Linked DNA regions of Mus musculus: region 1 is linked to region 2. The links are chromatin contacts, called in public promoter capture Hi-C maps. All regions are on one chromosome and are shown on one strand. The core of a region is the stretch at or near the end of the contact, and the rest is flanking DNA. Distances in the headings are between cores, read along the strand shown. Region 1 holds the start of Espnl (espin-like). Region 2 overlaps Lrrfip1 (leucine rich repeat (in FLII) interacting protein 1).

What was found. Promoter capture Hi-C pulls out the DNA fragments that hold promoters and counts their contacts.
Region 1: a contact with region 2 is called in a promoter capture Hi-C map of liver, with 2.3 times the contacts expected there. The contact joins the promoter of Espnl here to the enhancer-like site in region 2. A contact is called at or near these places in 4 of 39 promoter capture datasets (the 3T3-L1 cell line, the C10 cell line, liver and 1 more), 5 of 484 Hi-C or Micro-C datasets (B cells, double positive thymocytes, liver and 1 more), 1 of 115 datasets of contacts at active chromatin or transcription factors (pancreatic cancer cells) and 2 of 9 other capture datasets (adipose tissue and liver).

Annotation. Positions count from the first base shown.
Region 1 is chr1:91,319,974-91,325,048 of GRCm38.p6, forward strand. It overlaps Espnl (espin-like), which reads left to right and starts at 2,102. Exons shown (of 9, transcript NM_001033292.3): 1 at 2,102-2,453; 2 at 3,506-3,696; 3 at 5,063-5,075. The coding sequence starts at 2,160. Scly (selenocysteine lyase) reads left to right here. Exons shown (of 12, transcript NM_016717.3): 12 at 104-1,107. The coding sequence ends at 257.
Region 2 is chr1:91,096,097-91,101,317 of GRCm38.p6, forward strand. Lrrfip1 (leucine rich repeat (in FLII) interacting protein 1) reads left to right here. Exons shown (of 25, transcript NM_001310732.1): 13 at 4,481-4,516; 14 at 5,089-5,214. Among named protein-coding and RNA genes, the nearest start is that of Lrrfip1, 45 kb to the left of the region's middle. Within about 2 kb of position 3,020, at least 105 of the 459 cell types and tissues checked have an H3K27ac peak or open chromatin away from gene starts, as enhancers often do. A contact at or near this core is called in B cells, liver and pancreatic cancer cells, where this site is marked.

The sequences.
Region 1 (5,075 bases), core at 852-3,351, 220 kb after region 2:
CGGGGACCCAGCACATCCACAGCTTGAGAGCCTGGCTGAGAGGCAGAAGGAGCACAGAGGAAAGTAAGTCCTCACAGCAGCCGATGCTCTCCCTCCTCTGCAGGCCATCCCCAGTGCTGCTGAGCTGCGGCATTCCTGTGGACGTGGCCCGGAATGCAGTCCGGCTCAGCGTGGGCCGCGGTACCACCAGGGCTGATGTGGATCTCATCGTACAGGACCTGAAGCAGGCCGTGGCCCAACTGGAAGGGCGGCTCTAGAACTAGCAGCCGCTCTCTGTAGCCAGCTGGACTTTTACCACTCGATCCATAGGAAACCGCTTGCAAAAGCCCTTGGTCCCTAAGCTGCCCCATCTCAAGAGCTGCGTTGAGGTGACTTGTCCTACTGTGGGGTGCAGAGTGACGAGGGGCTGCCCACCGCACAGAATCCCACCCCAGCACCCATCCTTACAAGCTCAGGACAGCCATGTCACATAGGACTTCTCCCTGTCACCTTCTGACAAAGGCCACAGGGGAATAGGAATATTCCAGTTATCGGGCAGCCTGCCAGGACCGCCTGACCCCAGAAGGCACCTTGGTCAGAAGACAAAACCCAAGTCTTGGTCCGGTGTCACTTAGCTGCTAGTGTGAGAATAGGAAAGTTGATTTTGACTCCCCCTCCTACCCCCAACCCCCCACCCCCGTGCTTCCCCTGTGCACCTACAGACACACCCTTCTCCAGTGCAGCCCTGCCTCTGCCCTCAGCCAGCCACTGCCCACCTGCCTCCCTGGCCTGATGGTCCGCAGATGTCCCATGCCTTGTCCCCGGAAGTCGAAGCTTACCCTGCCTTCTACTCAGGGATCCACCTCCAGCGTGGTACCGGGAGGCTGGTGCCTGAGCTCAGTCTTTGCCAAAGTGGGAAATCTGATCATTTCTCGCTCAGATTCCATTTTAATTTTATTTTGCAAAAGGCTGTGCCATCTTAAGGATGTGTGGCACACATCGCACCAAGGTTTATATAGGAATGTCTTCCTGGAGGCTGCTTTTTGGGTCTGTGGACCAAAGGATGACGCAACCCGTGAAAACAGTTGTCAGAAATTAAATGAACTAATGAAACATGTCTGCACCTGCTGAAGTGGCCTGGGCTTTCTCTGGCGGTGGTGGGAGAATCTCTGTCTTGCTGCTCGCAGGGATGTACACTTGTCTATCTGAGCTGAAGGGGAGGAGGTTTCTGATGTACCTTGTGAAATGACACTGCAGCCCCGGGGCTTGAAAGGGACTTCTGGTAGCCTGAGGTTGGTCTCTGATCAGCAGCTTCCTATAGCACCATGGTGACCCCACATTAGTCCTGACTTCCCCAGCCAAGGACCATGGATGGTCCAGACTCCCAAGAGTGCTGTGGCCAGAGGGGGCAATGTGGGCCTGTGAGGTCATCCCCTCAGCCTTACCTTAATCCAGCAGCCAAGGCAAGCTCCTCCAGTGTCGGTGCTGAGAACAGCCAAGGACTGGATTTCAGATACAAGCCAGCCAGGCACAGTTGCACACACCTTTAATTCCAGCAATGGGTGGATAGAGACGGGTGGATCACTGTTCTCTGTGAGTTCCAGACCACTACTTAGTGAGACCCTGTCTCAAGTAAACACACACACACACACACACACACAGAATGTGTATGTCTGTGTCTTGGGTGCCTTGGGTGATGGCATTTAGACTCTAAGGCTATCGCAGTGGGTCTCCTGGGTAGCCTGCTAGTCTATCACTGAAGTGTTTCCTGGGGCAGGTTTCTGAGCCTGAGCTGACTATAGCTGTGAGCACCGCTCGCTGGCTGGCTGGCTGGCTGGCAGGCTGGAGACCCATCCCAGGCCAGGAGCCCTGCTGAGGGGTGCTCTCACTTCACTCTGTAGATGGTAGGGCTCCAGCCGCTGAGTGGAATCTGCCAGCCTGACTTGCATACCCTTCCCCCAGGCCCGCACTCTTCATGCTTGGAAGGGCCAGGCACCCAGCCCGAGTTGCTTGGGCCAGGCTTTGAGGGCCAGTCTCCAGAGCCTGCCCCCCTCTTGCTGCCTCCCATCTGCCCCGGGAGCTGCTTATCAGGTAACCAGAGCCTTCAGCAGCGTCCACGCCTGAAACAGGAAGCCGTGCCGGGCCTGTACACAAGCCACTACTGAGAGTCAGACTTGAGGATGGAGGCGCAGCAGGCACTGGTGGCCTCCAAGGATGGGGATATGGCCACCTTGGAACGGCTATTTGAGGCTGGTGCCCTAAGACCAGACATCACTGATGATCTGGGGGCTGGCCTGGTGCATCATGCCACCCGGGCTGGTCACCTGGACTGTGTCAAGTTCCTGGTACAGAGAGCCAAGCTGCCAGGCAACCAGCAGGCACACAACGGGGCCACACCAGTGCACGATGCAGCAGCCACGGGCAACCTGGCAGAGCTGTGCTGGCTGGTCCGTGATGCGGGCTGCGGGCTGCAGGTAAGCTAGAACAGGACGGCTCTGTGCCTGTTTGTGAGGTGAGGTGAGTCCAGAAAGTCCGATCCCTAGAAGGCCCTGAGCTCTCAGTCAGAGATGTGTGCCTCTGCCTCTCCCAACCCATCCCTTCCCCCCTAAAAAACGCATAAAGCCCTTAAACACCAGCCACAACCTCAGATGTATCCAGCACTGGCACAGAAAAGTCACTGGGGTTTTTCCACACCTCCCTCAGCAAGGAGCACCCAGGGCTGCCAACGATGGCCTTGCCTGTGTTCAGGATCTCATCTCTGATCAGACCTGATCACCAGACCTGATCAAAGGGTCGAGGAGTGGATTTAAAAAGTGGCTTTGGGTACGCAGGATCTTGTACCCCTAGGGACACAGACTGTGGTAGTGAGAAGGCTCTCGAGTATGGCGACCATCTTGCTAGAACATTTCTATCAGAGCTACCAGCCTCCTACTTGCTTGCATGCCTAGACCTGCTTGGTACAGGCAAGGGACTTAGAGTTGTTAGCCGTGGCTGCCTTCTTGAGAGCTCGAAACAATCAACAGAGTTGGATAGAGATGGAGACACCTCCACGTGGCATAGAGCAGTGTGGTTCAGCCTCCACAGCATTGTTCACGGATCTATCCAATGACCCCGAGGGTAAAGGGCAGACAGACACTGAACTGTCTCTAGATTCACATTGGATCATAGCACCCTCAGGGAATGGCCAGGTCTACTGGATGCTTGACACCTTGAAGAGAAATGCCTTGGGGACCATCAGGGAGAGGGGAGAAGCCCAGAGGTCTAGAGGCTGGTGCCCTGGAACAGCCATGGTGGGAATCACTGTGCTATTAGAATTCTTTCTGAGCATGTGCAGAACGTACAGGGACTCAGCTGATGAGGATGGTAAGCAGCTGGGGTGGGGTGGGGTCCAGCTTCTTCCTCAGTCAGGGTGTTCCTTCAGTCTCAGTAGGGGGTGGAGGAACTGGAGAGGGACTGCAGACATTCTAGGGTCCTAGGGCTGCACTGGGACCTGCATAGACTCGGTGTCCTGCTTATGCCCCGGTAGGACCAAGATGCCTCAGGTGTCTCTCCGCTGCACCTGGCTGCCCGGTTTGGACACCCAGCCCTGGTGGAGTGGTTACTCCGTGAGGGCCATGCAGCCACACTGGAGACGCTGGAAGGGGCCTTACCACTGCACCACGCTGCTGTAAGTGGTGATCTGACCTGTCTGAAACTCCTGACAGCGGCCCACAGCAGGTGAGATCCCAGAACCTTACCCACAGGGACTGGCCACCGAAGGGGGGAGGGGCTTCACAGAGGGGAAGCACAGGAAGACATGCTGGTGGCCTTGGAGACAGACCCTGTGGTAACAGAGGCAGAGGATAAGCAGGGTCAGAAAGTATGGGTGCAAGTTCTGCGTGGGTCAGGGAGGGCCTATAACATAGGTGCAGCTTGTACAGGTTGAAGGGGGAGGAGCCTTCAAGAGTTGCATCCAAGGTGCTCAGGAAAAGCAACTGCCTTCAGCATGCTGACTGGGTTCATCTTCCACATTGGGGATCCCTTGACTGGACCAAGGCCTCATCAAAACCAAGGCCTTGTGCCGCACCCTCTAGGGTCTGTGGATAAGGGAAGACAAGCAAACAAGCAGTTTCCAATTTTATTTTCTTTCCTCCTTTGCTGTGTTCTGGTCTGAGCCCTATACAAAGCTCACCTTGCTAGAACAAGGTGGCCAGACGAGCTTTGAAAGGGAAGAAACTCAAACCCTTGCCCCCTGAGGAAATCATTCATCTCCCAGCCTCAGTTTCCCCTTCTGGCAGTTGAAGCTTGTAATTGCCTCTCCATGATGAAATAGAAGACCCCCTCTGGGGTGGATCCAAAGTCACTCAGTGAGTTGCAGGGTGTTTGTGGAAGCTGCCATTACTCTCCTGCCTCCCCTGCCTAGGTGGGTGGCACCCTGCTCATCAAGGGCCCCAGAGATGAGACAAGGCCAAGGCACAGTCAGAGACCTAGAAGACAAACATGTCTTGAGCCAGGAGCAATTAAGAGCCAAGGCTTACTGTTAAGGGAGGCCGTCTCCTCCTAGTCCCAGTGAGCACGGTTCTAGCACAAAGCGAAGACTCTGCTCACTGGATAGAGCTGTGTCTGGCAAGAGGTGCTCTGTGGCAGCAACAGACAGTACTAGTCATACAGAGGCAGAGGGGACCCTTAGGAGTGAGGGGCTGATTCTGTCTCTACAGAATTCTGCTGAGAATGCAGAATCAGTCAAGACTGTGACCCTCCTCCATCTAAAAGAACTGCTATGAGTAAGCTTGACCCAGGCAAGGAAAGAGTTAAAGACAGGTTGCAGCAGCCAAGTGCACAGAGCCCATTGAGGCAGCAGATGGCAAGAGTTAAGGAAACTCAGACAAGAAGGTCAGGTGGCAGGGGTCAAGGGCAAGTCTGTGTCACCGGAGGATGATGTCAGTTTGGGGTAGGACACTGGCCTTCCCTGCAGCTGGTCACTAGGAACTAAGGAGTCACCCAGGCCCAAGAGAAACCTGCAGAAAACTTCCAGATGCTGCCCCCGCTCATCCTCCCTGGGGCAGTTCTGGGCACAGGCCTCATGAGCCTCCCTCCATCACAGTGGTGTGAACCAG
Region 2 (5,221 bases), core at 1,770-4,269:
TGGACATGCTTCATTGACACTTTGTTAAAAGCCGATCCAAATTGCACACCCACCTTCCCAGTGCATACATAGCCCTGGGACACAGAAAAGCATTATGTTAATGCTGGACCTGAATCTTAGAAACAACAGGGCTGATTCTATTCTTTCTTTATGCTTTTTTAGGCACCAAGATGCTGGGTTTGTCACCCTCTGTCCTTGGAACAAACAAGGATACAGTGACCTCTCCATCCTGGCCTCTGTGGGAGACCCATGCAGTAGGATGTGCAGCAAGGCAGGGGTTAAAAGATGGAGTTAACACCACGTCACAGCTCCTGCTCCTGACTTGGGGCAAGTAGGCAGAAATAAACTCCTTCAGATGAAGTAGCCCCCTGAAAGGCATATGTTTTTGCTTGGTTTGAGCTGCCCCAGCCATAATAGGACATAGTTTTTGGTGTCCATATTGGTTCTTGGAAAATACCCCCGGCTTAGTATTTCACCAGGAGTAATTACCAGGAGCCAAAGACAGAAGAAAATGCAAAAGTCAGCTGCAGCCCTCAAGGCTTTGCATCTTGCATCTGTCAGACAGGAAGTGAGGCAGTGCTACACACTGGGGGCAGGGTGGTGCAACCGAAGAGTAAAAGTCACCAAACAAAGGAAGTGATGGTTCATTCCCCTTTAAAAACGTGAATATACCTCTGTGTCCATAGGCTACTGCAAGGGCTAAGACTAAAGGTTTGGGGCTCCCAATGATACAATTCTTAGGAGAGCCAAGATGCATCAGCCCGAATGTAAGTGGCAGGGGACGGAGTTCCACCTCATTCCAGCACCACTCCCCACTCCACTCCCATTCTTCTGTAACTCCGTCCCCACCTCCACTTAGCCTTTCCATCCTAATTAGTGTTAACTGTCAGCACAGCCTAGAATCACCTGAAACCAGAGTCTCAATGGAGTAATTGTCTTTACCATGTTGGTCTGTAAAAGATGATTTTAATTGCTGTAGGGGGTGCTGCCTACTGTAGGCGATACCATCCCTAGACAGTCCTGGGTTTTATAAAAAAGCTAGCCATGGTTCCTACCTCCAAGTTCCTGCCCTGGTGCCCCCTCTATGGCAGACTGTGTCCTGGGGGGTGCAAGCCAGATAAAGCTTTTCCTTCCCAAGTTGCTTTTGGTTGGAAAGCCACAGAAAGAAATGTAGGAAGTGCACACATGCGCGCGCACCCCCCCCCCATATTTTTCTCATGTTAATTGAGCACCTAGAATAGTCTGGTCATGAGTCAACAGTGTTAGGCAATGCAAACCTGCCCTCGCCCTTCATGGGATACACAGACTGGGCTAGAAGATGTTCATCAAATAAATAACATAAACATCAGTTGCACCTGCACGAGCCATGAGGGCAGGTGCGTGGAGAGAGGCAGAAGCTGGGGTTAGAGGATCTAGGCTTGAACCACAGCCAAGCAGAGCCAGGTGACACCTAGGGCATCCTCCTCATCTAAGCCCTACAGCCCACTGGAATCCAAGAGAGCTTCCACAGATCTGAAGCATCCTTCAGGAATGTCTCGGGTGGAGCCAGGACTTGCTGTCTTGTGTACTCATAGAAAAGTGCTGAGCTAGCTGTCTGCCCATTCGAATTTGAAAACAAAGACACCCCCACCCCCCCACCCCCCACCCCCGCCCCCGTGATTCATGTTGTCTAAAGAGGCAAGGCAGGGTCCAGGTGGAGAGCAAGCTTGCACCTATGGGTACGAGATTGGATCTAAAACCTATGGTCCACCAAGTATGGTGGCTCATAATGGTAATCCCAATACTAGAGAGGCTGAGAAAGGTGAAGCCTGATTTCAAGGCTACCTTGGGCAACGCAGTGAATCTCAGGCTACTCTCAATCCCGTAAACTCTGTCTTAAAAATAGAATTAGGGCCAGTGTGATGGCTTAGTGGGTAAAGGTACTTACTGTCACGCCTGATGAGTCTGAACCCAAAGTCTCACATAGAAGGGGAGACCAAGCCCCACTAGTTGCCCTCTGACCCCTCCCCAACATGTGTCATGTCATGCACACATACCCCAAATAAATAATACACAATAAAACCAAAAATCCCCACTCCAACAGTAAGCCCCACTGTTACCTGCATTCGAAGGGAATTGGTCCTTAAAACCGGTGCTCCCTGAGCAGGGTTTGCTGTGTCCCTTGTTTTGAGAGGGTCGTTGCAATGGGAGCCTGTTTGCTTTCCAGGGTCTTGCTGTGGCCCACCTGGGAGCTGGGACCATGAGGCTAGGTTCTCTCATACCCAGCTCTTTCTTGGGTCTCTCTACCTTCTAATGGTGACATGCAAGCTGATGTTTAAAATGTCATCATGTGATTCTCATCAGAAACCCACTGAGATGGTGCGGACTGGACTCACTGTGCTACCGTCTTCCTGTAGAGGACTTGGTTTTAGAAGGGAAGGAGTCTTTGCTCCCATTGAAGTTTCTTAGAAGGGACTTGTTTTTAGGAGGAAAAAAAAATTTAGAGGAAGAAAATTGAGACTAGTTCTTGCTCTGGGGCCAAGCATGGCCTCAGAGTCAAACCTTTCTTCCCCAACCTCTCACATGTTAGAATTACAGGCATGTGCCACCATGCCTGGTAAATTTTAGATGTCTTTGAATACACTTAGTGGCAATGATAAAAGACTGTGCCATCTGGAATCCTGTTAGTGGGGCATTACTCTCAACTGCGGAGAACTGGGGAATGGTGATAGAACAACTCAGTGGGTCACAAGAGTCCTATGACTTGCTTGTCCCTTGTGCCTGCTGTGGCCAACAGCAGCCCTTGAGCTCCACCCTTCTGTGGCCACCTTTGGTGGCCTTGTCTCCATGGCAGCCTTCACACCGGTCACGGAACAGCCGTGAATGTGTGCTGTCTGTTATTTTCAGAGGGGCAGTGACATGCTCAGAGTGAAGCATTCCGTCTGGGTTACTTATCTGTCCCTTTGTGTCTGGGGCTTTCTGAAAAGGGTACAGCTGTCTGCTTTCTGGGCCTGACCTGAGGCCAACCTAACCATAGACAGACCAGGCTAGACCGCCATCTAGTGGAGCCAGCGGGAATAGCAGACCTGTTGGGGCCCTTTGGGGCCCCTGGCTGTTTCAAAAAGGCTGACAAATAGATGCACTTTGTCAATTTGAAGACAAAACTAGATGCACTATATGCTGAAGGGTACATTTCATGTATCTGTGTTGAGAGCAGGAACACAGTTTTAGATTTTTCTCCACATGGTCTCTATATCCCCACCCCAAGTTTTCGTATTCTGCATTAACTATCTATGTTAGAGCAAAGACTTTAAAAAAAAAAAAAACTATGGGACATACAAACTATATTTTTCTCTCTATTGGCTTTTTTTGAGGCCTCCACATGCACACACGTGCTCCCAAACATGAACATGCATACACGAATACATACCCAAGGAGAGGGGAGCAGGGCTCTTCCATTCTGTAAATGCATACACATGTTCACAGTTGTGAACATTCATACATGTGCACACCCCCAAGGAAAATGGAGCAGGGCTCTTTAACTCTGCAGACAGTGAGATATGACTGTCTCAATCGGGGCCTGCCTTAGCATCCCCAGATTGTACAGTTAGGCCAGTGTGAACTTCACACCTGCTAATAACCCCACACATGAGCAGTGGCTAGCTGTGACTCCACTGGTCTGTGCAGCAGGGCCCCTGAGTCCTTGCCATGTGCTAGTTAGACTTGGGACACACCTAGAAAAGAAACGGGCATCGGAGGTGCCCACTGGTCTTGTGTTTGGTGACCATTTTCACTTGCTATTCATGTTGTCTGTGCTCTGTAACCTCAGAGCATGGTGGTTACCATTGTAAACCTGCACAGGTATCCACAGAGTCCCAGGCCACTCATATCTGTGAGTCTGAGATGCAGTGTCACTCCTCTTTTGGTGAAAACTCTTGGGGTCAAAGCTAAGAACTTCTGAACTTGGCATTAAGAGGGCAGCAGGTTCTGATGGTGTTTCAGCATGGTGCCTGCGTGACTGACTTCCCAGAGGCCCAGGAATGGAACTTGGTCTCATAGTAGATGTTGAGCAAAGGAAGGGATAGTCCTTAAGTCAGACTCAGCCTCTGTCCCCAAGACACCCTCTACCCCAGGTGTGTACATCCCTTGGGACCCAGCACCAATGCACACTGCTCTCAGCCTCCTAGACTGCTCCAAGTCCCACTGAGGCTTCTATCTGAGGGAAGGAAGGGCCCCAGAGAGGCAGGAAAGATGGGGAGAGCCAGAGTTTAATAAGAGTTTCTCTTTTTACTTTTTAAATTATAGCACAAGCTAGCGTTTCTTGATTTGTGCAGTTGGTTTGGACTTTTTGTTGTTGTTATTGTTGTTGTTGTTGTTGTTGTTGTTGTGTTTCTTTTGTTTTTTAGCATCAATCTCCAGATCAATACAGGTCTTTGAAATGATCATAGGAGTTGTAATTCAGTGCTTTGTAATATTTGACAGCTGTCCATTTCCCCCACAGGTAGAAGAAAGACCAGACAAAGACTTTGCTGAGAAGGTAAGGATTTCTGTAAGCCTCTGCCTTAGCTTAGTTGTGAAACGAGATGGTCTTGGGTGAGGCTGACAGGAACCCAGTTACTTGGTGCTTAATAAAGTAATCGAATGACAGAGGCTACTAAGAGGGCCACACAACATGATGTTATATCCCCAAAGGAGTCCATCATGAGTTGAAATATGAGGGACAGCGAAGAGCTCATGGCTAACCAGACACCAGTGAGACAGCTCCGAATGAACCCTCTTTATCACTAGCCAGAAGTCCAGTAGAGAAACTGAGTTTAAAAAAGGGTGCTCTGGGGCCAGAGAAATGGCTCAGTGGATAAAGTGATTGCTGCACAAAAGTGACAGCTTGAGTTCAAATCCCCAGCCCACATGTAAAAAGCCGGTGTGTTCACACGGACCTGTAGCCCCAATACTGCAGCTGGCCATCTAGCTCACCGTGCCTCACACACATGCTCATACACAAACATGATCACCTGTGGAAGCTAACATTGACAGAAAAGGTTCTGAGATGTTCAACCCGTTGGTAATTTTGGTTTTACCTAATCACATCTGATCTTCACCCCATTCCAGGGCTCCCGTAACATGCCTAGCCTGTCTGCAGCCACACTGGCATCTCTGGGTGGGACTTCCTCCCGGAGAGGGAGTGGAGATACCTCCATCTCCATGGACACCGAAGCATCCATCAGGGAAATCAAGGTAAAAC